Regions from separate parts of the Mus musculus genome. Here regions 2, 3, 4, 5, 6 and 7 are each linked to region 1. A link is a contact called in public promoter capture Hi-C and targeted proximity ligation data. All regions are on one chromosome and are shown on one strand. The core of a region is the stretch at or near the end of the contact, and the rest is flanking DNA. Distances in the headings are between cores, read along the strand shown.

Region 1 (3,286 bases), core at 423-2,922:
AGATAGGCTGAAATTGCCTAGAAGGGACAAAAGGACGTTAAAGATCAGCTCCTTGAAAGGAGGCAGGCCTGGCAGCAAGCTTGCTCTAGAACAAGCTGGCCCGCCCTGTTGGGCCGGACAGTGTCTACAGAGGAATGTGCTCACACAGGGCGGAGACCTGGAAAGCAGGATTCACATTCTTTCCAAGGCTGTTCCCCTAGGCAGAATGCAGAAGTCGAAAGGCATGTAGAGTCACTCCTTGAAAGAGGGAGCAGAGAGGGCAGGGTCTGTGAGTCCTGTCATACCTCCTGTGGGAGGAGTCTGGGATGCCCCAATGCCCTTAAAGATCCTGGGTGTTAAGAGCTCCTCAGGCAGGCCACTGTGATTCATTCATAGCATCCTGAGGGGCTGACTCTAACTCACCGGGAACTGGTTAAGCTGAGACTCCAGGAGACACACGAAGTCTATCCAATCTATCCTAGACTATGGGTCTGGTCATTTCAGGAGCCACAGTGTTACCACCCCCTGAAGTCCCTGAAGTCTCCTGAGGCAACACTGACTTAAGCTTTTTTTGTTTTGTTGTGTTTGAGACAGGGTTGTCTCCTGTACTCCTGGCTGGTTTGGCATTCACGTAAGTGCTGCTTTTAGGAGGGGTGTTGGGACTCCTTCATCCCCTGCCTTCAAAGGGGGCTGCCCCCAAATCAGCAGACCAAAGCATAGCCTCCGCGCCCTTCCTACACAAAACCACTGGTCCCTGGAGATGTGACGCAGAGAGTGACACACTAGCAAAAGGAACATCTAAGTCTCGAGGTTTCCCAGGACACACACTTTAAAAACGGACCCCAGAGGAGGAGGGGGATTCATGAGAATGAGCTGGGTGCCTCCAGAATGAGGAACAAGAAAGGGGGGACAGCAATGGTTCATCTTCTCACAGCAGCCCCCCGCTCTGTGGGAAGTAGGTCTGGGGTCTGCAGGAGGATGTGAGAGTTAAACTGAAAACCTGGAAGGTTCTGGGAATGACAGAAGCCAGAAGAGTGGACGATGCCTAGTCTCTAACTTCTCTCGGGTAGTTAGTGGGACGCAGCAAAGCCGGTGTCCCTGGGAGTGGTCGCCTAGGGTCTGGCGGGGGCTCTCGGAGACAAAGGCCGGCTGGGGGCAATGGCTCCGGAGGCCTTTGGTATCCTCGCGCTGGGGGGCAAGGGGTGGGTACCTGTTGAGGAAGGCGTTGCCGAAGGCGTTGAGCTTGCGGAAGGGGCGCCGCGGGTCCACGACGAGCGCGTTGCCGGGCACCACGCCCTCGGTGGGGCCGTGCATGACCGCGATGAAGGAGTCGGTGGTGGGCTCCGGCCCGATGCGCATCCCCGGGAAGTCCTGCTCGATCAGGTGGCGGATGAAGGTGGTCTTGCCGGTGCTGTACTGGCCGACCAGGAGCACCATCGGCTTGTTGTCGAAGTCAGCGTCCTCCAGCGCGGGCGAGTGGAACTCGTGGAAGCGATAGTGCTCCTCCAGCGGCAGCAGCTTCTGCGCGTACAGCTGCCGCAGCCCCTCGGCCACCGTCTGGAAGAGCTCCGGCTCCTTCTTGCGGCGGGCATCCTTGCTCACCCAGCTGAACATGATGCCGGAGACGGGGCTGGCTGCTACAGGACGGAGCGGTGGCTGAGCGGGACTGGGGCGCGCGGCCGAGGAGGGGCCGGCCGGCCGGCGGAGGGCAGAGGGGCAGGGGGCGGGGCGCTGCCCGCACCGCGCAGGCGCAGGCTCGAGGGCCGGCGTGAGGACCACGACAGCGCCCTCTGCCGAGGGTCGCGCGAACCTCGTCGAGCCGCCCCTTTATAATAAGCCGGAGCCCGGCGTTCCCGCACGCTGGCCGCCGCCTCGAGGCTGGCCCGAGAGGAGGCGGGGGAAGAGCCCTCCAGGCCCCGCCCCATTCGCGTGCCACGTCCTCTTCTGCTTCCCATTAGCTGATTTCAAATATCGCGAGCTCGTGGCTGCGGTGCCTTGGCAACCGCACCTGTTTTGCTCCGCCCCTCGAGGGATGGCTCGTGGAAGTGTGGCGGTCGCGGGTGCCAGAGTCTGGCGTCGAGATGTACTAAGTCTGAGCACCATCTAGCACGTGTGGGCTTCCGGACACCCCCAAGTACTTCAGCTGCGCTCCCCAACTGCAGTGTTTCCGCTGGCTAGGAACTCCCAAAAGCATCGGGAGCCTCACCCTTTGGTCTTTTAGCGACTCTGGAGAGGGACAGGACAGCGGGAATAGGGAAAGCCGAGGGAGTACAGGACACCGGGAAGAGGAATATCGGTAAGGAAGGAGGAAGAGTGCGCTGGGACTCCACTCAGACTGATGGGAGAGGGACACGGCAATGGAAACAATTGACGTGACCTAGCGGGGAGTTTTCACCAAGGCGGTGCCAGCTGCGGAATGGGGTAAAAAGTTGCAGCTTTCTGGCTAGATGAGTTTGGAGGAAGTGAAATCGGAAATACCCTTTGTAAGGAAGAGGGGCAGTGTTGAGCAACAATGAAATGTTGTGGGAACTTAGGGGAAATTAAAAGCCCCAAAATTTCCGCTTTCCTGTCAGGGACACCACCAGTACCATCTCTTGTTCCGTTCTGAGTCCCAACCTGTTTCCAGTTGGTAGCTGTTCCCCACCATCATACCTGGCCACACCTAAGCCCCCTTGGCTGTGTCTGCTGGTGTCTAGTGGGTGATGTCAGAGATTTGGGGACTATGATTGTTAGGTAACTAATATCAGGTCACCCAAGTGGCAGGAGGATCTAAGGGCCATTGGAGAAGTCTAAAAGGCACCGGAGGAGTTGTTTAGCACACAGTTGTGGTCTCAACTGTTTGGAAAGGTTGGAGGATCACTTGAACCCATCGATTTGAGGCCAGCCTCGACAACAGACGCTGTCTTAAAAGAAAAAAAAAAAAAGACAAAATATTTATCGATGAGGCTAAATTCATAGCTTAGTGGTAGAAGCACTTGCTTAGCGTGCACAAGCCAGTAGGGCCCATCCCCAACAGCACTAGAGCCAACAGAAAATCATGGGAACTTGAAAGCCTTGGATCCCACTTGAAAACTTTGATTTGGAAGCCTGTGAGCTAGACACCTATGTGGGGTTAGGCGGGGAGAAAACAGTGGGATCTCACAGGAAGAAAGAGCCGTGTGTATATTGAGGGATCTCAGTCAAGTGGGATCCAGAGAAGGCAAGGTGGGAAGGTTCAGAGATCATTGCCAGAGACAAGCAAATCCCAGCCTGCCTGCAGGCTCTGGGCCAGGCTTCTTCTTTGATCTGGAGTTTCTCCTTTTTTGTG
Region 2 (3,286 bases), core at 277-2,776, 830 kb after region 1:
ATGAAATAAAGTGAAGAGAGTAAAAGCCTCCTATAAGGGGTCTGGCATCCTTTCCTTCCTTTTCTTGCAGAAATCTGAGGCATGTGTTGGGATTGAGTGTCGGTGGGGGTGGGGGCTCAGCGTTCTGGGAGAGAAAACTGGGTTCAAGCTCTGTGAGCTAAGGATGTGGGGCCCCTCCAGTCCAGGAAGCACCTCACATGCTTAGGCAAGTCTGGACAGCTATGTCCCCAGCCCAATACTGGGGGACCCAGCATCTCAGTGACCCCCGTTCTGGGCTAGAAGCACTGCCAGGGGCATCTCTCGCTCCCAGGTCGTCGGTCCTTAGGGGCCGTTTGGGGCCAGGAAGGGAGGGGCACCCAGGGTGACTCAGCCTCAGTGACTCGGCCCGCTGTGACTCGGCGAAACGGACGCAGCTCCTTCCCTCCCCTGGCGACACGTGCTCGCGGCCCCTCGACAGGAAATGGACACCTGCAACCTCTCAAGTGCCCCTATCCAGCAGTGAGAGACGTCGGGTGCCGAGAATGTGGAGCGCGAGTGTGGCCGGGCAGGTGACCCCGCGCACATCCCAACACTTCGTGGTCTCCAGGAACCCCTCGGAACCACTGCCTGGGGCCCATGGGCTCTATACTGCGCACAAAGAGATGAGGACTTGACCGGATAAAGGGACACGGACAACCAGAGCAACACACGGACAGCCTCGGACAGGCTGCTAAGAATTCTCTGTCCCGGCTGAGTTCTGATGGACCCCGTCTCTATGTGCCCAGACCCCAGGTCCCAGTTATTAACTGGAGATGGAGAACACCTCTGATCCTGTCCAGGCAGGGATGGGGCAGGTATTTAGAGGGACAGCGTATTAGGGGCAGATAGGAGGAAATGTAAGACCGTAACGGAGACGGAGGGGCAGAAAGACAGTCAGCTAGGGAGATACGGGCGAGCGAGAAGGGGAATTCGCAGATATTCGCGCTTCCCGCTGCGCTCGTCCCCTTGGCCACCGGGTACATAGGTTCCCCGACCACACAGAACGTGCAGGATCCTCGGTCGCGACCACCAGAGTCAGATGCTGCTCGGGGCCCCAGTCCAAATCCCGGAGCAAACTAGACTAATCCCAGCATCCCTGATGCTGTCCAAACTCAGGTCCCCCCCCCCCCGACGATTCGGCCAGTCTCACCTGCTGCTGGGCGGTCTGTGCCTGAGCTTGCGGGGGCTGCGCGGGGCGACCGTACGGGCTGCCAGCCCCGGAGCTCGGTCCCGGTTCCCCGTAGTCTCGGTACATGCCCTGGGCTGGATGTTCGGTAGGGTCCGCGTTGGCGGCTGCGGTTCTGACTCACTCGCGCCTCTCGGAGTCTGGTCTTTTTTATGAATGAAAAGTTCTTGGGCTGAACCACTTGCACCACGGGGGGTGGGGGCGTGTCTCAGCGGCGCCTTTCACCTCGCAGGGGACCCACCTCTCCAGATGAACCTCTGTGGACCGGTCCGCTCGGAACTTCACGACCCTCTGCTCGGGTGGCAAGCCGCCTCTACAGACAGAAAGCGACCGACTTGGCGTCCCCTAGCATCCGCGGCGGCCACGCCCCCCTCTGACGCAGCTGCCCATACATGGTGCAATTTCCTTGCCGCGCCCAGGTGCACCGAGGATTCCCCCTGACGCACCTTGCCGAAGTTGGGGCTTGCAACTGCGCCCCGCCCCGTTCAGACTAGCCAAGGTTCCCAACACAGGGCGAAACAAAATCCTGTGGCCGCCTGGCCTCGCGCCAAGACTTAGAAAGAAGAACGGGGAGAGTGTCTGAAAGCTGGGAAGTGAATTATAAATATGGGTTATTATTATCATCATCATTATTTACCTGGAGAGAATCATTCCAACTGTCACCCAAGTCTGCAGTCCTGACTTAAGACCGCTCCTCTCAAGTGGGGTGAGAAGTTTCTTTAGTTGAGTTTGCTTTGCTTGTGGTTTGTGGAGGGAGGTTGGTTGAGACAGGGTCTCAGGTATCTAGTTGAGGCTGCCCTTGAACTCCTGATCCTTCCGTCACCTCTCAAGTGTTGGACTGTGCCACCATCACACCTGGCTTTTGTAGATAGGGTCTCTTGTTGTGCAGGTTGGCCTTGAACTCCTTATGTAGCTTAGAATAACCTGCTTTCACTTCTCAAGTGGAGGGCAGACATTACAAATGTGCCCCTCCACACCCAGTTTCAACTGTTGTCAAGGTTTTTGATAGACTGAAAGGTTATTGACAAACCAGGGTTATGAAATGTTGTTATATTTGAATACTACGTGAAGTGGCATTTAGTGTACCCACAGATAGAAGGCGCTACATGTTTGAGACCGTCTCTGGAGCTATCACAAGCTTTAATCCAGGCCTCTACAGGCAGAGAGCGCCTACAGAAGGACATAGGTGTCCTGAGACACAGTCAGTAAGGCTTCTTGACTGAAGGTCTGACTGGAGGCACTCCTCCAGTACTATGTGTGTCACCAGCCCACTTTGGAAGTATGTGAAAGGCCTTGATACGGGTGAGGTCCTGACCAGGTGTGCTGAGGAGGTAAATGCCATCATAACCCCCACTTCTCAGATGGGAAAAACTGAGGCTGACAGGTATTGAAATGAGTTGCTCAAGGCCACTGAGTAAGTGGCTGAGTCTGGTGACCAAGTCAGGCCATGAGCTTCAAGCCTTTACATTGTACGTACACGAAGAATGGCAGACTGGGAGAGCATGGGTCCCAAAACTCTTTCTCTGATTTCTTCCATCTCAATGGAGACTGAAGAAACTTGTCCTCAGGGAAGCAGAGGCCTGGGCTGTCTTCATTGGGAACAAAGGCTGGGGTTCTGCTGTTTGGACTCAGGCCTGGAGGCCAGTATATCTCATCATAGAACTATACTTTGTGTCCATGTGACCCGGGGAGGTCTCCTTCCTGAGTCTGGGGTGGGCCTCACTGTTGACCTCACAGGGCTACTATGGGACCAAAGGAGACCACGGATGTGACAGAGCTTTGCTGTTGAAGCATCCTCAAAAGATCACCAGCCTAGAGCCCCTCTAGGGCTCTAGGGCTCTTTCCTTAAGCTAGGAAAGAGAAATGCAGGCATGTGTGTTGGGGATTAGGGGAGGAGGGGAGAAGAGTCTTGGTAGTGAATCCATAGAAAGAATACGCCTACATGCACGGTACACTCAGAATGCTCTGGGTTCTGGGTTTGAATTCTGGTTGGGCTGACCATCCACTGTGAATCCAGGATGATTCACCCAACTGTGACCTCCTGTTTCCGCATTTGTGAACTGGGGGCACAGTGACAACTGC
Region 3 (3,286 bases), core at 381-2,880, 770 kb after region 1:
TCAATATTTGACTCCAGTAGATCTTCAGTGGATCTTGAATTTTTATCACCAGTTCTCAGCTTCTCTCCACTGGATCTAAATTTCTCTCTACTCAACTTTGCCTTCTCTCTGATGGACCCCCGCCTCTCTCCACTGTCTGACACCTTCTCTCTGATGGACCCCCGCCTCTCTCCACTGTCTGACACCTTCTCTCTGATGGACCCCCGCCTCTCTCTAGTGTCTGAAATCTTCTCTCTGATGGATCCTCGCCTCTCTCCACTGTCTGACATCTTCTCTCTGATGGATCCTCGCCTCTCTCCACTGTCTGACATCTTCTCTCTGATGGATCCCCGCCTCTCTCCACTGTCTGATACCTTCTCTCTGATGGACCCCCGCCTCTGTCTACTCTCTGTCGCCTTCTCTCTAATGGATCCCCGCTTCTCTTCACTGTCCGTCTTCTCTCTGATAGACCCCCGCCTCTCTCTACTGTCCATTTTCTCTACAACAGACCCCCGCCTCTCTCTACTGTCCATTTTCTCTACAACAGACCCCCGCCTCTCTCTACTGTCCATTTTCTCTACAACAGACCCCCGCCTCTCCCTACTGTCCATTTTTTCAGCAGAAGACCTCCGCTTCTCTCCCCTGCCTACCACCTTGTCTCCAATGGGTACCCGTTTTTTCAAGTTCTCTCCACTAGACTCCAGTTCCTCATTCGGCCTCAGCTGATCCCCTCTGGACCTCAAGTCCCCTCCAGTGGTCCTCAACCTGTCCCTAGATTTCAAGTTTTCCCCACGCTCTGCAGTCATCTCTGCACTCGTAGTTACACCAGCTTTGAGTCTATCCTCCAACTCTCTCCAAATCTCTGGGCTGTCATACTCCAAACTTGCTCGAGCCTGCACCGCCCTTCTTACACTGCTCAGGAGCTTCGCGACCACTGCCTCCTGTTGCAGGCCCGATTTCTCTCTTGAGAACTTCTTCCCGGTGCCCTCCAGCTTCCAGTCCTCAGATTCCAACTTTGGGTTAGACTTTTGCACGTTTCTGTCCAAGAGTTCCACTCTCTTCCCAATCACGATGAGTCCATTCCAGGGTACCCACACCTTCTCTTTCTCTCTCACTTGCGCCTTCTTGCAGTGTGACTTCGGTGGCGATTTCCTTTGGTCCCCCCGAAGAATATGGGCGCGGGGTATCCGGGCCTTATTGCGTCCCCGCGGCTCCTTAAGCTGCTTACTCCGTACTTTCTGGCCCGGGTGTGAAAACTGGAACGGAAGCGCTTTCTCCACAGACATTGCAGCCTGCCCTCGTCCCTAGACCCCCTGACCCACTCGAGTTCCCCATTCCTCCCTACCCAAACCTCCCTCCCAACCCTCGCCCCCCCTCCGGACTCCCCGCCCCGCCCACCGCCTGGTGGCGCCAAGCTGCCCTAGTGCGCATGTGCGCCTCTGCTCGTGCCCGTTAGAAGAAGGCGGGTCCCGGAACGGCCGGATTCGTAGGGGTCCACCTGCGGGACTGACACGTGACCTCTACCCTCAGGCCCTGGCCTATCCTGGTCCGGCTTTCTGGTGCCGCTTAAATGCCCACGTAAGATTGATAGGCCTCAAAGCCAATAGAGGCTCATGTGGTAAAACTGCTGTCTAATCAGAAGGAGCAGCTGTGGGCAATGGGACCCACCCAGGGAGGCCGCAGCTAGTGTCAATGTCAGCTGATAGCATCCCTACAAGGTTCCCTCACCCAAGCTCTTGGAACGCGCAGGCCGTGGCTTGTCGTAGGATTCCTGTATATCCCAGCTAAGGAGCACCATGGAGGAGCAACATCAGGAAGCTGGAAATGAGAGTAAGGTAAAGGAAGGAAATAAAACGTCTTCCTACTCCACCTCACTTCATCATACCATACCAAGCAGGGAGAGAGATCTGAGCACGGGAATGCGGCGCTTCTAAGGCCCCTGCATAGGGCCAGGTTGAGGATGCAAAGATAATCAGGATTTTTGTCCCAGCCTGCATAGATGGAATCCCGCCTCTGCCCCCTCCCCCAAATCAACTCAGTACTGTCGTGATGGGGGAGAACAAGGCAGTCTGCAAGCGACTGAGAAGGGTGAGAGAGTCCTGTTGAGTTTACAGGCTCACCTGTGTATTCGTGCCTATATATTTGTAAGACCATCCATCCATTCTTCGTTTATTCCTCTCAGCCTCAGTCAGCAGTTATTGGGGAGCTTCATTGTTTTGGATTGCATCAACTCTCACTTGAGGTAGGAGTGTAGTGAGCTGGGACAGAGATAGGGGATGGAGCTGCTGTGCTGTGTTCTGAAAGTCACATCTCTGTCAAGCAGAGTGGGTGAGAGTAGAGATAGACATCAAGAAGAAAACCAAGGACAAGGGGTCCTGCTGCAGCAAAGAGCTAGTCTGCCTGTGTTTGAAGGGGGGGAGTGAGGGCAGAAAGCCTGCCTTGGTAGTGTCACACAATCCAAGAAGTGGCATTTGGGATTCAAATGGAATTTGGAGGGCTGGCCATGGCTTTCTGTTTATACATGTTCATATAGAAATGTATATAAATAGCCAGGCATGGTGAGACACACCTTTAATCCTGGAATTTCAGCGGTAGAAGCAGAGGCAGAAACAGGAAGACCTTTATGAGTTCAAGGCCAGCTTGGTCTACATAGAGTGTTATAGGCAAGCCAGGGCTATATAGTGAGATCCTGTCTCAATAGTAAAAGGATGTATATATGTACATATGCCGTGTGTGTGTGTGTGTGTGTGTGTGTGTGTGTGTATGCTTAGAACATGTTTATAAAGTGATTAGAAGCCAGATATAATCCCAGCACTTATGAGGGTGGGGCAGGAGGATAACCACGAGTTTAAGGCCTGCTGGAACTACAGTGTGAGAGTTTGTCATAAATACATAAATTTATTTTTTAAAAGATTTATTTATTTTATGTTTATAAGTATACTGTAGCTGTACTTGTGGTTGTGAGGCATCATGTGGTTTCTGGGAATTGAACTCAGGACTTCTGCTCACTCTGGCCCCGCTTGCTCCGGCCTCACTCGCTCTGATCCAAAGATTTATTTATTATTATATGTAAGTGCACTGTAGCTGTCTTCAGACACACCTGAAGAGGGCATCAGTTCTCATTATGGATGGTTGTGAGCCACCATGGCGTTGCTGGGATTTGAACTCAGGACCTCTGGAAGAGCAGTCAGTGCTCTTAACCTCTGAGCCATCTCTCCAGCCCCATAAATTTATTTATTAGAACAATGCCTAATATATTATAAGGCCAAATATAAATATTACCTACTGGTATTGTTGTGGGTGCTAT
Region 4 (3,286 bases), core at 385-2,884, 710 kb after region 1:
ATGCAGGTAAAAGAGGTGTGTGGGCGAGGGTAAAGCTGGGTGCTGGGCTCCCAAGGTGAGCCTGCGGAGGAGCAGAGCTTCATCCTGTGCAGTGAACAGGGCCTCGCCAAAGGCCGCCTTCAGAGACAGAACTGAGTGTAACAGTGTCAGCTGTGCCGTGCCCAGCAGCCGAACCAGCTGTGGCTTGAAAAGCACTGGTGGCTGTCCCCGAAGACCCCGGAGGGCCCAGCCCAACAGCCACAGAAGTTGAGCCTGAGCCACAGGAGTGAGCAGATAGGAAGTGTCCAGAAGCTGGGCCACGGCAGCCTTCAGCTCTCGGGCGTCCTCGGGGCTGGGCTCTAGAACCGGAAAGCCACGCTCCTCCTCCCCAGCTGTGGGCCAGCTGGGCCCCTGGGGCTTAAGATGGGCATCCCATTCCTCAGCCAGGGTCCAGTCCCAGGGACAACTCCCAGTGGAGAAGTCCTCAGCCACCAGCAGGCCTTGCAGGCCAGCCCCAGACCTGGACTGTACCACCAAGGTGTCGTGTAGAACAAGGGCCAGAAGCAGGCTGACAGGCTGGATGGGACCTGTTTGCCCTGGGAGGCTCCGCAGCATCCCCAGGGCGCCGGCCAGCAGCCCAGGCTTACAGCGCTCAAGTTCTCCAAGGCATTCACAGGCTGTGGCCTGTAGATGGCGCTGTTCTGAAGGGGTTCCAAAGCTTCGTCCCAAGTCTCGGCCTGAAGCTAAGCCAAGAAGTAAGGGCAGAAGCCGGCAGGAAGCTCCCGAAGTGGGTCCGAGAGCATCTCCTGACACCAGGGCTGTAGTGGCTGCCAACAACAGGAGCCTCCGGAGAGCTGAAGGTCTTGTGGGCAGGAGGACAAGCGTGTCCAACAGGGAAGTGGCAGCAGCCTCCGCGGCAGGTGCATCAGGCCAAAGTTTATCAGAGTACTCCAAGCTCAGTGTCAGTAAGGAAACCTGAGATGGGGGATTTAAGAGGAACTCGTTGAGTTCAGCATGCGGTAGTATGAAGCAACCATATGGACCACGGCAGGGCACACGGGCAGGACCTACCTTGGTCTGCTCGCTTAGCTTTTCACTCCTTAGGTCACTCAACAGGTCGCGACCCAAATCCTCACCTTCGGCACCTGCCAGAAAGGCGGATGGGCTGGCTCGGAAGGCCCCCAGGCGCTGGGCCCAGGCTTCTCGACCTAGGGGCCCCATGGTCAGTCATCCACTTCTCTGTAAAGGGAAGAGAGCATCAGACACCGAGGCGAGGACGACGCGCAGGCCTTTACGGCCACTAGAGGGCGCCCAGGTCCTCCACCTTCCCGAGGGGCTGCTGTTACCCTAGGGCCGTCTTGCAGACCCCTCCCCGCCCCCCAATGCCTAGGTCCCGAGATGAACTCTGGAGGCTTCGGAGATAATGCCGGAAGCAACAGCCCGGGCCCCTGCAGGATAGGACCCGCAGGATCGGGGTGGGGGTGCCCAGAAGGTGCGTGCGGAGAGCTCATTAAGCCTCCCGCCTACGAAGGGCATCGAAACCACAGCGTCGCTCGCGCCCCTGGCGCCCGTGGTAACGGGTCGGCCTCTCTCACCGCTTGAGTCAGCTGCCGCGGGCGCTCGGTCGGCTCCTTCCGGGCTGGCAGGCTGGCGGCGCGGGCCGGGGCGGGGCGCGGCGCTCGGCGCGTGGGCGGCCGGGACGGGGCGAGCCCGGGGGCGGGGCGTAACGGAGCCTCCGCCTGCCACGCCCGCCAGGCCGGCAGGTGCCGACTCGCCGGTTTCGCCAGGTCTGAGTAACTGTCTCGCCGTGCAGGCCCCCTGCCCCGAAACTGCCGCAGGCACGGGCAGGGGCGGGGTTTGGTGGGCCGGGCTCCCGGTCCGCTCCCCGATGGAACTGCGTTCCCAGGCCCTGGAGCAGAACAGCGGCTTGGGCAGATCGGGAAGGCGGCCAGCGCGTCCCCCAGTCCTCCCGCCCGGGCCCGGTGACTGCGCGCTTGGCCCGGCTGCTTGAATGCGGGTCTTCGGGCGGCCGCTGGGTGGCGCGCGAGGCGCAGTCCCAGGGCAGAGCAGGAAGAGCAAGGCGTGGGTCACTGCGGGACCGGTCGAACCGGCGCCGCAGGGCTTGGCTTGGCGTCCTCAACGCTGACCTGGCGTCGGGGGTGCTGGGGGGGACCACCTCGCTCTGCTTGGAGGCGAGGACCCGGGGCCAGGGTCGCAGCCGGATGGTAGCTGCTGACCTTTGCCCGAAGTCGCACGGATTGCCTACAGGGGTCGGGCGCGCTAGAGTAGAGCGAGCAGGGCGGGACCTTAAGACGCAGCGAAGCCGAAACACAACGGGATCCTGACTCTAGGTGTGCGTGTTGGCGGGGCCTGGAGGGTCACTCAGCTCGTAACACACCTAATATGAACCGAGAAACCAAGGCTTGAGAAGACAACGGCCGGGCTGCCAGACTTCTGGCCAAGTAGTACACACGCTACCTACTAGAGTCCAGAGGACTGTATCTGGGCTTGTTGGCGAGTCCCAGGCTGTGGGTGCTCACTGGCCCGCTAGTTTCAGGGGCTCAGACCTTCTGTCGTCCAAATCTCATACTCACCGTCCTATAAAGCCTCCTGCTAGCCACTTTGAAGATGAAACACCTGAGCCCCCATTGCTAGCCTCTGGCTATTTCTTTGTCTTTGTCCCTTTGGGTGGCCCAAGTTCCTTCCTAGCCCCTTATCCTGACCTGGCTGCAGATGAGAGTGGTGAGGTAGGGTCCTAAAAAGAAGACTGCCTGGGCCCCCAGAACAAGGGTAGAAGAAGAGAGAATGGAGACATGGGGGCGTTGGGGGAGGCACGGGGAGCTAGAAGACCTGGTCTCTGCTCTTCTGGGCTCTGGCTCCACAGCTGACTCACAGGCGACAGCTCTAAACCACTTCCCTCTAGGTGCCTCAGTTTCCCCATCTATAAATTGGGAGTGATGACTCCTGTTTAAGAAGCTTTGGGGTGGGGCGCCCGGCTAATTAGGCCCAAGATGAAAGAGGCCAGGGTGAGAGCAGCCCTGGGCTGGGAAGGCAGGTTGGAGTAGGAGCCTGTCTGGTTGCCCTGTCTGAGGCCCAGAGGGCGCTGATAACTGCAGGTCTGGTGTCCCAGCTCTCGGTAGCCAGAAAGGATTATTAAACCCTGTTACAGTTGAGGGGAGGGGCTTCCAGGGGTCAGGGAGTCCAACTCTGGCTGTGTCCCAAGCTTCTGATGCTGTAGCCTCTGCCAGCCTCCAGCCTCCCTGGGCTTTGGTTCTTTGAGGTGGCATGTGTGGTTTCCAGAACTGTG
Region 5 (3,286 bases), core at 549-3,048, 690 kb before region 1:
TTATTCCCCCCATTACTGCATGCCTAGAAACTCTATTACCATTCCAGGGCTGGAAGAAAGCATCCAAAGAGGAAGAGGGAGCCTTCTAATGGGGGGCTGCCTGGCCTCAAGAGATTAGTGGTGGGGGAAGAAGAGGGCCTGGCTCAACAAACAGCTTCCATCCTGTTTTTCAAGGCCCTGCTTCCAGAAGCTTCTGGGAGGGCTCAGTCATCCTGCCCTTAGCGTTGGTGTGCAGGATCCCCTGTGCCCTTTTTTTACTCTTTCCCCTTTGACATTCCCAGTTTCTTTTCTACCTGTCACCCGTCTACAGAGGGGTGTGTGTTTATTGCACTGTGATAACTAGCTCCTGGATAAGGGAGTCCTGGATTTGAAAGCAAGCCTGTGGGTAGAGGCCAATCTCCACTCTTAATGGTTCTGATCTCTGGAGGAGGTGGGTGGTAGTTGGAGCTCTGAAGGGGTATTTTCTTATAGTCCTTGTGGAGGAGGAGAAGGAGGAGGAGGAGGAGAAGGAAGAAGAAGAGGAGGGAGATGACAGGCCTGCACCCCCCCCCCTTTTCTCCTACAGACCAGGGAGCAGAGGCAGGAAGCAGAAAGAGGGGTTAAATCCTCTCAGGAAGCTGTGTGACCTTGGGCAAGTCCCTTCCCCTCTCTGGGCCTCAAGTGGAGATAACAATCACACCACTGCACAAGGCCACAGCCAAAGACAACTAGATTCATTAAGTTTGCCGCCATGATGGCGATTTGGAGGACAGCCAGTGCCAGGCAGGGCTCCTCTGGAGGCCTGAGCGCCTGGGGCAAAGGCGCCGGTAGGGAAGCTCCTCCTTAGCCGACCCTCCTCCCCCAGAGCTAGCTCCAACTCTTTCTGGGTTTCTAGGTGACTTGGCTGGCCCCTCTGGATGAGTTCTACTTTAAACCTGCTGCTGCTGCCTCCTCTGTATTGGGGGGGCTCCCACAGGGGCCCCCAGGCAGGAGCCCCCCCAGCCAAGCCCTGCGGGGGGGGCTACAGCCCCCACCCCGGCCGGTGCCCATGGGTCTGCCCCTTCGGTTCCTCAGATCACTGGAACACAGATTTCAGGGCACCTGCTGTGGGCCAGGAGCTGCACAACCCCTCCTTTGGGGACACCCACGAGGCTTCTGCCACCTCTGGGCAAACAACCATCTTTCACTATGTTCAACTAAGAGGTTCACTGAGACTGGCTCCCGTCACAGGGTCAGCAGCACAAGAACTGCGGCAAGGTTTTCTCTGGAAAACCAGGATGCCTGGGTCCTCAAAGGAGGTGGCAGCTCCAGGCCTCCAGAGCTAGGGACGGGGGAGGGGCGCCTGCCGGCGGGAGGCCCATTAGCCAGCTAAGTGCTCCCTGGGAGGGGGGACTGTGCTGCAGCAGGAGGGGGAGAGGCAAAGTGAGGGCACGCGGGTGGAGTGGGATGGAGAGAGATGGGGTGACGACGTTTCCTGAGCTCATTAAGTGCGGTAGGAGTCGGGTTGAGGACAAGGGTCTGTGTCCCCTAACCTTATTATCTTCGCCTTTTCCACCTGAGTCCTCAACCGGCTGACCTTGGCATGTCTTGAGCGGCTCCAACACCCGTCTTTCCAGGTGCACCCTCAATAGCACTTTATCTAAGACAAAAAAAAGAGAGTCCTACTGAGTCAGCCGGCCAACAAAGACCCCCCCCATTCCATCCATCATCCCTTTGGCTGCAGTCGCCGCCCCAACCGCGAGGGGGCGCCGCCGTGGGTCGGGCGGCACCATAGCGGTGGGAGGGGGCGGCACCGCCCGACGGGGCGGGGCTCTGCGGGGGCGGGGCCGGGCGCCGAGTCTCCGGTCCGTCCGGGACAGACTGGCTGGCGGGCGGGCGCTGACGCCGCGGGGCCAGAGCGGGCCGCGCGGGAGCGTGTGGAGAGAGCAGTGGCACCGTCGGTTCCCGTCGGGGCTCCGTAGGTCCCCGAGCCGCCCCTGGCTTAGCCATGGCGGGCGCGAGGCCCGGCGTCCACGCGCTGCAGCTGGAGCCGCCCACCGTGGTGGAGACCCTGCGGCGCGGGAGTAAGTTCATCAAATGGGACGAGGTAAGTGAGTGGGCTGTCCTCTGCTCTGCCTAGATCGAAGGATTCCTTCAGTCACATTCGACTAGATGAATGCCAGGGACCCCCACTTCAGTGTTGCCTGACCACCTCACCCCCTATTCCAGCCTTGTTGCACTCCGGAAACTTGAGTCCCCTGTTGTCCTGGTAATTGAAGACTTTGTCGTTGTCCCCGCTCTTCTCCCCCGCAAGACAGTAGCTGTGGTCAATTGGGCTCTTCTTGGCATGGAGACTTTGAACCCCTGTAAATCCTGTCCTTCTTCTCACTCTTTTCCACCCTTGCCAACGATGAATATCAAAGTCTCCATGCTGGTTCTTAGTTTTTGGTCTGGTCCCCAGACCCCTGTTCCTGGCACAGGACCCCCATGGGGGCATAGGACATCCTTGCCTTGGGTGGGGTGCCACTGGGATCCTACTCTTCTCAGTGCCTCGCTTGCCTGAGCCATTATAGTCATCCCTTTCCAGCCTGCCCTGGTTGATACCCTTTCGTCCTGCTTCTGGATTCCAGCGAGCTTTCTGTTCAGATGGGAGCACCGAGCCACCCCTTACCGGAGACTTTGTTCCTTTCCAGGTTCCTCCAACTCTGGGAACTTTGCTCCCCACTCCTTAACTTAGTGACTTTGAACCTCAATAAATCCTGGTCCCCACTTTTTATTGCTTTCTCTCAGGTACTTCCCTGATACTCACCTGCGGCTTCTTATCTAGATATCACGTCTCACCCACGTTTCTGTACTGTTCCCTCTCCTACCCCCTGGGCTCCTTGCTCCCTAGGGCCTCAACTCAGGCGGCCTGAGTTTCCTTACTGTTCCTTCCCAGTCGGGCCATAGGCCTGGAAGACGCTGGGTTTCTTTCCGGCAGGGTGGGGCAGGAGTGAGAACTAAGGGGAGGGGCTGGGGGCGTGGCCTTAGCTGCAGGTGTGCTGGGCAAGGGTGGGTACCCCCGGGGCCCCAGGATACCCCTTCCCCCAGGCCAGACTAAAGGGAAAAGTTTCTCCTTTTCCTTGCAGTGTGATAAACCCAAATAAGGAAGTGGAAACAAGGAGAGGGCCTGGGTTGGGGTGGGGGTGCTGAACAAAGTTTGGAACTGAAGAGCCAGAGCCCTGGGTGGCCTTTGGAGGTTAGGCCCCTGAAGATGGTGCCACAGGGGCTACAGGGACAGTACCCACAAGTTTCCCCCTTTCTAGCACTATTGGTGGCTAGCTGGTCA
Region 6 (3,286 bases), core at 217-2,716, 670 kb before region 1:
AGTGGGGAGTATAACCAGTATCTCCAAGGCCTCTCCTTCCATCTTGGCACTCACTCACACTTTCCAGCTTCACACGGCTCTTGTTTGTCACTTAGGGTCACCTGCCTGTCCCATCTGGGCAAGAATAGTCGGGCTGAAGGCGAGCCATAGAGTAAGAAAGAACCTACTGAGCTGGGCGGCGGTGGTGCACGCCTTTGATCCCAGCACTTGGGAGGCAGAGACATGAGGATTTCTGAGTTCAAGGCCAGCCTGGTAGTAAATGCTCTGAACCACTGAGCCATTTTTCCAGTCCCCTCCCCCATCCCTTCTTTTAACCTTCAGCTTTCTTCTTCCTTTTTTATTAGTTTTTATTATTATTATTTATTTATTGGTTTTTCTGTAGGAGTGAGTTCCAAGATAGCCAGAGCTACACAGAGAAACCCTGTCTTGAAAAACCAAAAAATAATCATTTTAAAAAAAGAAAGAAAGAAAGAAAGAAAGAAAGAACGAACGAACGAACGGACCTACTGGCCACTTCTTGGGCTGGAGAGATGGCTCAGTGGTTAAGAGCACTGACTCCTCTTCCAGAGGTACTGAGTTCAATTCCCAGCAACCACATGGTGGCTCACAACCATCTGTAATGGGATCTGATGCCCTCTTCTGAAGACAGCTACAGTGTACTCACATACAATAAATAAATGAATAAATAAATAAATAAAGAGAAAAGTCACTTCTTTGGGGCTCTGCTTACCTCCCACTGATCTTGGGGACATAATAAGGGGGTCTGTTTTCAGCATTCAGTGAGTCAGCTTAATCATTAAGGGCATACCATACATCTCTGTGAATTAGCCCAGTGATGGTTTGTAGAAGAAGCAATCTGATGAAAGGAGCTATCTGGGGCTTCCCAAGAATCTTTAGGAAGTATGGCTGCAACAGCAACGTAAGGGGCACCTGAGAGTCAGGGGGCATGGGACAGGCAGATAATGGTAGTGAGGAACCTACCTCCATGATGACTGTTGGTGGCTGCCCGTCCCTGCTGATGAATGTTGCTCCCCAGGAGACCTGGGGCCAGGTAGGGACCTGGCTGGTCCTCAGTGAGGCTAGGGCCCAGGCCCCTATCTGTAGCACTAGCGTCTTCCTGCTCACTCGGCTCAAACTCTGGGATCTGGAACATACTCTGGGCTGTAGAGACAAGGTAAGAAGTACTCACTACACAGCTAGGCAAACAGTGTTTATGAGAAGCAGAGGAGAGGTACTCCTGTCTCCCTCTCCCACCACGGTAGCTCAACTCCCCAAATCTTCCCAATCCCTCATTTGTCTGCTCAGTCTGCCTGGCTGTCGCCCGAATATTAAATCTCTCTTCAGAGCTCTGTCCAGACACTAGTGCGCTCCCCCTGCCCGTTAGGACCGGGAATAGGTCTCACCCCAAGCCCGATCTCGAGGCCCCTGACCCGGGCCTGCCTCCTCCCTCCAGTTCTAAGGGCGCCCGGCCCTAGTTTCCTGGGCGACGAGAACTGTCACAGATCTGACCCAATCAGTTTTCGAAGTAAATCCCGGGTCGGCCTGGAGGCGGGGCCACCCCAAGCCAGGTCCCACCCCTGCGCCGACCTGCTGGTCTCCACCGCCTTCCTCCCGCGTCGCTCCCCAGGCTCCGGATTCCGGGATCGGACTTCCTCAAGCCTAGGGCGTGTGCAGGAGCCAGCGAGGGCTGCTTTGGGGTTCCCATTTGGATCCTGGAGGCCTGCTTCGGCTGATAAGTCCTCCAGCCCTTCTGGGCCCGAATTCCCTCCTGTAAAATGGGGTTAATGACACCTCCCTGGGGAGCTGGTGAAAACTCTGTAAACAGCTTAGTGATTACTTATAGAGCCGTTCACTGAAGCTCGGCCGTCGGATGCAATGGTCGTTGCGATGGTTATTGCTCCCCCTGGACCGAGTGACCGGGATGGGAAGACCAGCTCCTTCTTCCCGATCGTGGAGGCCTTGCACTGCCCGTCTTGGGGACAACCCCCCGCGCCATTTCGGGAGCTCCTTTACGGCAGGATGGCCGCCCGGGTGCGGAAGAAGGGACGGGGCGCCCAGGAAGGCGAGCCGTGGGGCTCCAGGGGCCTCTGCTGCCAGGATAGGTGTGCGTACGCTGCCCCGGGCCGGAGCGCGGGGCCTGCAGACAGAAGCTAGGGGGCGGGGTCCGGGTACCATCTTGGTTGTGGGCGGAAGTTTCCTTCAGTGACCCTGTGCGGGGAAGTCGTTGCCGCCCCCCATATGGGCACGCCGAACGCGATGTGGATTTGGGAATCTAAGCGTGGGAAATGGTAGTCCCCAAACATTAAGAGCTGGCGGTCCATGGCACTGGTAGCCCAGGTGCTTGCTGCGTGCGGCCTGCTCTACTCTCGGCCGCCCGCCGCCATCCGTAACCCGGGACACCCGCCGGCAGCGCACCTTGCGGCGATTCTCGAAGAGATGCACGCCGGGCGCGGCGCATGGCTTCGGAGTCCCTGCCGGTCGCTACGCAGTTTACGTAGCGAACGGACGTCCGCGCAGGCGCAGGAGTGGGGCGGAGCAGAGGGAGCCGGGGAGCTGGAGCCCGGTGTCCCGGCGACCGGATCCCGCTTACCCCGCAGCGGCCTGAGACCTGACATCGACTTCCTCTTATTCACCGGGGCTGAGGGTGGACGCGGTGGGGGAACACGTCTGGAATCTTGAGGACAGAGGAAGAAGCCTCCCAATCCGGATTATTGGAGGGGAAAGAGGAACCAAGCTTGGGGAGGGGGAGAGCGGGGCGTTGGGCGCCCCCGCAGCGGCCGCTGTCCTAAGCTGACGGGCATCGGCCGGCTCTCCCCCTCCTGCCAGCCGGACACGAGCAACCAAGGCCAGGGACTCTGTGCCACTGCATCCTCGCATCTTGGCTCTGGGGCTGGCCCAGGGAGGGACACCCCCAACCCCCATTTCATTTGCCCTGGGTAGGAAAGACCACTTTATACACTCCAGAGTGACGGGTCTAGGGCCCAGGGCCCAGGTTACCCGTGCCCACCCCCACCCCCACCCCCACGCCCGACTCTGCTGAGAAGGAAAGGCCTGACAACCTCAACTTCTTTTTTCCAGAGTTTCCAGGTCTCACCACCTATTGCAGGTCCCACCCCTCCGTATTTATTTCCCTGGCTTCTGGCCAGCCCTCTATCTCTGTCTCCGGGTTTCAGGCCTCCCTCCTTGACATGGAGAGTAACCTGTCTGGTCTGGTGCCTGCAGCTGGGCTGGTACCTGCACTGCCGCCTACAGTGACCCTGGGGCTGACCGCTGCCTACACTGCCCT
Region 7 (3,286 bases), core at 200-2,699, 670 kb after region 1:
AAAGATGGCACAACTCAGAACTCACAAGAGAGAAAAATGCCGTGTGCTGTCATATGCCTGTTGTCATCCTTGTGACAAGTCCCAGGCCAAGCAGGGCTACACAGTGAGACTTCACCTCAGAACAAACAATAACAAAAGGCCTATTGGCTTTTCAGTACTTCTTATGCTGAACATATTTTGCACACAGATCAAATCCAAGTGTTATTATTAATGCTCCTGTGATGAAACCAATCCTTTACTTCTGCACATAAACTCTTCTCAAAGTGGCCAAATGGACCCGAAACCATTTAAACTGGGAACACTTAGAAGTAAGGCTAAAGGGCCCCACTACACCCTTTAGGCATGTTATCAATATCTGTGATAGTTATTTTTGGTTGTCCATTTGACTACATCTGGATTTCACTAAAACCCAAAAATGGAAGAACACATACGTGAACAATTTTGCCTACTCTGAAGTGGGAAAACCCACTGCTTTGTGTTTTTAAGAGGATTTCTCAGTGTAGCCCTGGGTGTCTTGGAACTTGCTCTGTAGACCAGGCCTGCCTCTGCCTCCCCAGTGCTGGCAAGCTGGCTTGGTGGAAGATCCACTTTGAATTCACATCTTTGAGGAGGGAGAACACACCTTTGTTATTCAAACCTATTCTTGTTATTCAAAGTCAGAAGATGCACCTTCTGCTGGAAACTAAAAGAAAGACATGAAACAAGATTTTCCTCCCTGCCACCCCCAGGACAGGGCTTATCTGTGTAACCCCGCTTGTCCTGGAACTGACTCTGTAGACAACGCTGGCCTCAACTCATAGAGCTTCGCCTGCTTCTGCCTCCACTGCCAGCCTGCTTTTACTCTGCCTACTTGCTCTCACTCTCGTTGACAAGTCCGCTCCTTCACTGTCATTAGCGCCTACTTCTTTGGGATTCTGATGTATAATGAAGACCAACTGAGACATCCATTCTTGTTGACTGAATGCCTACTGGAATTTTGAACCTTCCATGTATACAGCCACATATATACTATTTTAAAAATAGAAATCCAGTATTAACGGAAAAATCTTGCTAAGCCCCCAGGCCTGTGCAATCTTATGCAGACACCTGGGTGGATCTCTAAATCCCTTCAGGTCTACTGACTCCCCAGGGTTCAAAACCCCACTCCTTAGCTTCTTACTCAGGGTGACACCTCACACTGCCACTAAGAGGCTCGCCAGAACACTGCCTCTAGACAAAGCCTAAACATGATCTGAGTGACCGGCGTCGCACCCGGTGGGCGTCACGTGACAGACTCGGCGTTCCTCCAATCGCTGTGCGAGGAGCGGGGATTCCATCTAGTACTTGGCCTCAGGTTTACAACGTCCTGCTCTTCCATTCCCCAAACGGGCCGGCTTTTTGCTACCAACCAGCTAGCAGTGATTCTCAAGTGTTTCCCTTTCAAACAGCTTCAAGGGGCTCGGGCCTATAGCGCACTCAGCTCCGGAAGTGACGTCTCCCAGAGGGGCCGGAAGTGGCAGTGGAGGGAGGGAAGATGGCGGAGGTGGTGAGTCCGGTGCCCGGGGCGGGGCGGAGGGAGCCAGGGGAGGTGGGTAGAGCCCGAGGCCCCCCAGTAGCCGACCCTGGCGCCGCGCTGTCTCCCCAGGGGGAGATAATCGAGGGCTGCCGCCTGCCCGTGCTGCGGCGCAACCAGGACAACGAAGATGAGTGGCGTGAGTGACGTCGGGGGGCGGGTCCAAGGAACCTGAGGGCGAGGGGCGGGAGGGAGTCAACGATCGCACGGGAGGGGGAGGGGCTTCTGCAATCCCGGGGCGGTCGCAGATACTCGGGAGGAGGGGCGTGGCTTTTGGACGTACGGAGATGATCCGGGCGGGGCTTGGAGAGAGGTGTCACTTGGTGACTAAAGGGGTCTTGAACCAGCCCCTCTGAGTGCTGGGACACAGGCCTCCAGCCTGGAGGTGGGATTCAGGTCGAAGGGTGGAGTCTCCTGACCTGCCCTGGCTAAGACTCCCTGTCTGTGTGGTTCTCATAGCCCTGGCTGAGATCCTGAGCGTGAAGGACATCAGTGGCCGAAAGCTTTTCTATGTCCATTACATTGACTGTGAGTCCTGGGCCTGGATGGAGTGGGGTTGCTGGAGAGGGTTGAGGGCAGCCTCTGGCATTCCCTCCTGAGCCGTTTTCACTGCTGCAGTCAACAAACGTCTGGATGAATGGGTGACTCACGAGCGGCTGGACTTAAAGAAGATCCAATTTCCCAAGAAAGAGGCCAAGACACCTACCAAGAACGGACTTCCTGGGTCCCGCCCCGGCTCTCCCGAAAGAGAGGTGGTGAGTAGGTCCCCCATTTCATCTTTTCTCTCCTGCCTCTTCCTTCTTGCATCTCTTGGCCTCAGGGGTTCCTGAATGGGCAGGAGGCAGCATTCTTCTGCCATGGCTTCAGCTTGCAAAGGATGGGGACCAAGTTGCAGGCGTAGCTTCCAGAGTCCAGCACTGCCTTGCTTTAGAGAAGGCAGAGGGTGGGATTCCATGCTGAGGGGCCCATCCCCCCCTTCGCCATCCCACCACCATCCCCACCCCAGAGGAAGACCCTGGACCTATCTCTGCAGCCGGCCTCCGCCCAGGCCAGCGGGAAGACCTTGCCAATCCCGGTCCAGATCACACTCCGCTTCAACCTGCCCAAGGAGCGGGAGGCCATCCCAGGTGGCGAGCCTGACCAGCCGCTCTCCTCCAGCTCCTGCCTGCAACCCAACCACCGCTCAACGGTACCCTCAGCAATTCCAGGGACCTTGCTTTCTTCTCAGGTCCCACCTTCTCTACCTTCTGACCCACCTTTCCTGGTTTCTCTCTGCAGAAACGGAAGGTGGAGGTGGTTTCACCAGCAACCCCAGTGCCCAGCGAGACAGCCCCAGCCTCGGTTTTCCCTCAGGTGAGTCTTCCAGTCTTTTTTCATGTGTCTGAATGTTTTGTCTGTGTTTTGCATGTGTTCTACTTGCATGCCTGGTGCAGGTGGGCAGAAGAGGGCATTGGAGCCACTGAAACTGGAGTTAGAGATGGTTGTGAGCCACTCTGTGGGTCCTGGGAAAAGAACCCAGGAAGTCCTCTGGAAGATCAGGGCTCTTAACCACTGAGCCATCCCAACAGCCTGCCTGGTCTTTCCCCTCTTATTCCTTGCTGTCTAGCATCCTCCTCCAGGATCATCTCACGGTCGCTCTTTCTCTTGTGTCTTGTCCACAGAATGGGTCAGCCCGTAGGGCAGTGGCAGCCCAGCCTGGACGGAAGCGGAAATCTAATTGCTTGGGCACTGATG

The links. Promoter capture Hi-C pulls out the DNA fragments that hold promoters and counts their contacts. Capture Hi-C pulls out chosen DNA fragments and counts their contacts.
Region 2: a targeted proximity ligation map of pancreatic cancer cells shows a contact between it and region 1. A contact is called at or near these places in 1 of 39 promoter capture datasets (liver) and 1 of 130 datasets of targeted methods (pancreatic cancer cells).
Region 3: a contact with region 1 is called in a targeted proximity ligation map of pancreatic cancer cells. A contact is called at or near these places in 1 of 39 promoter capture datasets (pre-B cells) and 2 of 130 datasets of targeted methods (embryonic forebrain and pancreatic cancer cells).
Region 4: a contact with region 1 is called in a promoter capture Hi-C map of cranial neural crest. A contact is called at or near these places in 4 of 39 promoter capture datasets (the C10 cell line, cranial neural crest, liver and 1 more) and 1 of 130 datasets of targeted methods (pancreatic cancer cells).
Region 5: a contact with region 1 is called in a targeted proximity ligation map of pancreatic cancer cells. A contact is called at or near these places in 7 of 39 promoter capture datasets (the 3T3-L1 cell line, cranial neural crest, embryonic stem cells and 4 more), 5 of 130 datasets of targeted methods (bone marrow-derived macrophages, extraembryonic endoderm stem cells, large pre-B cells and 1 more) and 2 of 9 other capture datasets (adipose tissue and embryonic stem cells).
Region 6: a targeted proximity ligation map of extraembryonic endoderm stem cells shows a contact between it and region 1. A contact is called at or near these places in 3 of 39 promoter capture datasets (the 3T3-L1 cell line, the C10 cell line and neutrophils), 1 of 484 Hi-C or Micro-C datasets (B cells), 6 of 130 datasets of targeted methods (bone marrow-derived macrophages, embryonic stem cells, extraembryonic endoderm stem cells and 3 more) and 2 of 9 other capture datasets (embryonic stem cells and liver).
Region 7: a promoter capture Hi-C map of liver shows a contact between it and region 1, with 2.4 times the contacts expected there. A contact is called at or near these places in 4 of 39 promoter capture datasets (cranial neural crest, liver, neutrophils and 1 more), 1 of 484 Hi-C or Micro-C datasets (embryonic stem cells), 4 of 130 datasets of targeted methods (bone marrow-derived macrophages, memory CD8 T cells, neural tube and 1 more) and 2 of 9 other capture datasets (liver and pancreatic islet).

The regions. Positions count from the first base shown.
Region 1 is chr19:6,275,282-6,278,567 of GRCm38.p6, reverse strand. It overlaps Ehd1 (EH-domain containing 1), which reads right to left and starts at 1,672. Exons shown (of 5, transcript NM_010119.5): 1 at 1,190-1,672. The coding sequence starts at 1,593. Gm14963 (predicted gene 14963) reads left to right here and starts at 1,990. Exons shown (of 2, transcript NR_168273.1): 1 at 1,990-2,275.
Region 2 is chr19:5,445,938-5,449,223 of GRCm38.p6, reverse strand. Fosl1 (fos-like antigen 1) reads right to left here and starts at 1,526. Exons shown (of 4, transcript NM_010235.2): 1 at 1,169-1,526. The coding sequence starts at 1,273.
Region 3 is chr19:5,508,861-5,512,146 of GRCm38.p6, reverse strand. Snx32 (sorting nexin 32) reads left to right here and starts at 1,630. Exons shown (of 13, transcript NM_001024560.3): 1 at 1,630-1,814. The coding sequence starts at 1,776. It also overlaps the pseudogene Gm31166.
Region 4 is chr19:5,566,372-5,569,657 of GRCm38.p6, reverse strand. Ap5b1 (adaptor-related protein complex 5, beta 1 subunit) reads right to left here and starts at 1,634. Exons shown (of 3, transcript NM_001362046.1): 1 at 1,575-1,634; 2 at 1,051-1,218; 3 at 1-954. The coding sequence starts at 1,200.
Region 5 is chr19:6,968,326-6,971,611 of GRCm38.p6, reverse strand. Plcb3 (phospholipase C, beta 3) reads left to right here and starts at 1,798. Exons shown (of 31, transcript NM_001290349.1): 1 at 1,798-2,065. The coding sequence starts at 1,967. Gm52400 (a long non-coding RNA gene) reads right to left here and starts at 2,916. Exons shown (of 3, transcript XR_003952919.1): 1 at 2,768-2,916; 2 at 1,512-1,618.
Region 6 is chr19:6,940,742-6,944,027 of GRCm38.p6, reverse strand. It overlaps Bad (BCL2-associated agonist of cell death), which reads right to left and starts at 1,466. Exons shown (of 4, transcript NM_001285453.1): 1 at 1,404-1,466; 2 at 982-1,161. The coding sequence starts at 1,153. Gpr137 (G protein-coupled receptor 137) reads left to right here and starts at 2,835. Exons shown (of 7, transcript NM_207220.3): 1 at 2,835-3,286. The coding sequence starts at 3,189.
Region 7 is chr19:5,608,257-5,611,542 of GRCm38.p6, reverse strand. Kat5 (K(lysine) acetyltransferase 5) reads left to right here and starts at 1,449. Exons shown (of 14, transcript NM_178637.2): 1 at 1,449-1,525; 2 at 1,625-1,691; 3 at 2,012-2,080; 4 at 2,171-2,307; 5 at 2,586-2,741; 6 at 2,831-2,905; 7 at 3,214-3,286. The coding sequence starts at 1,514.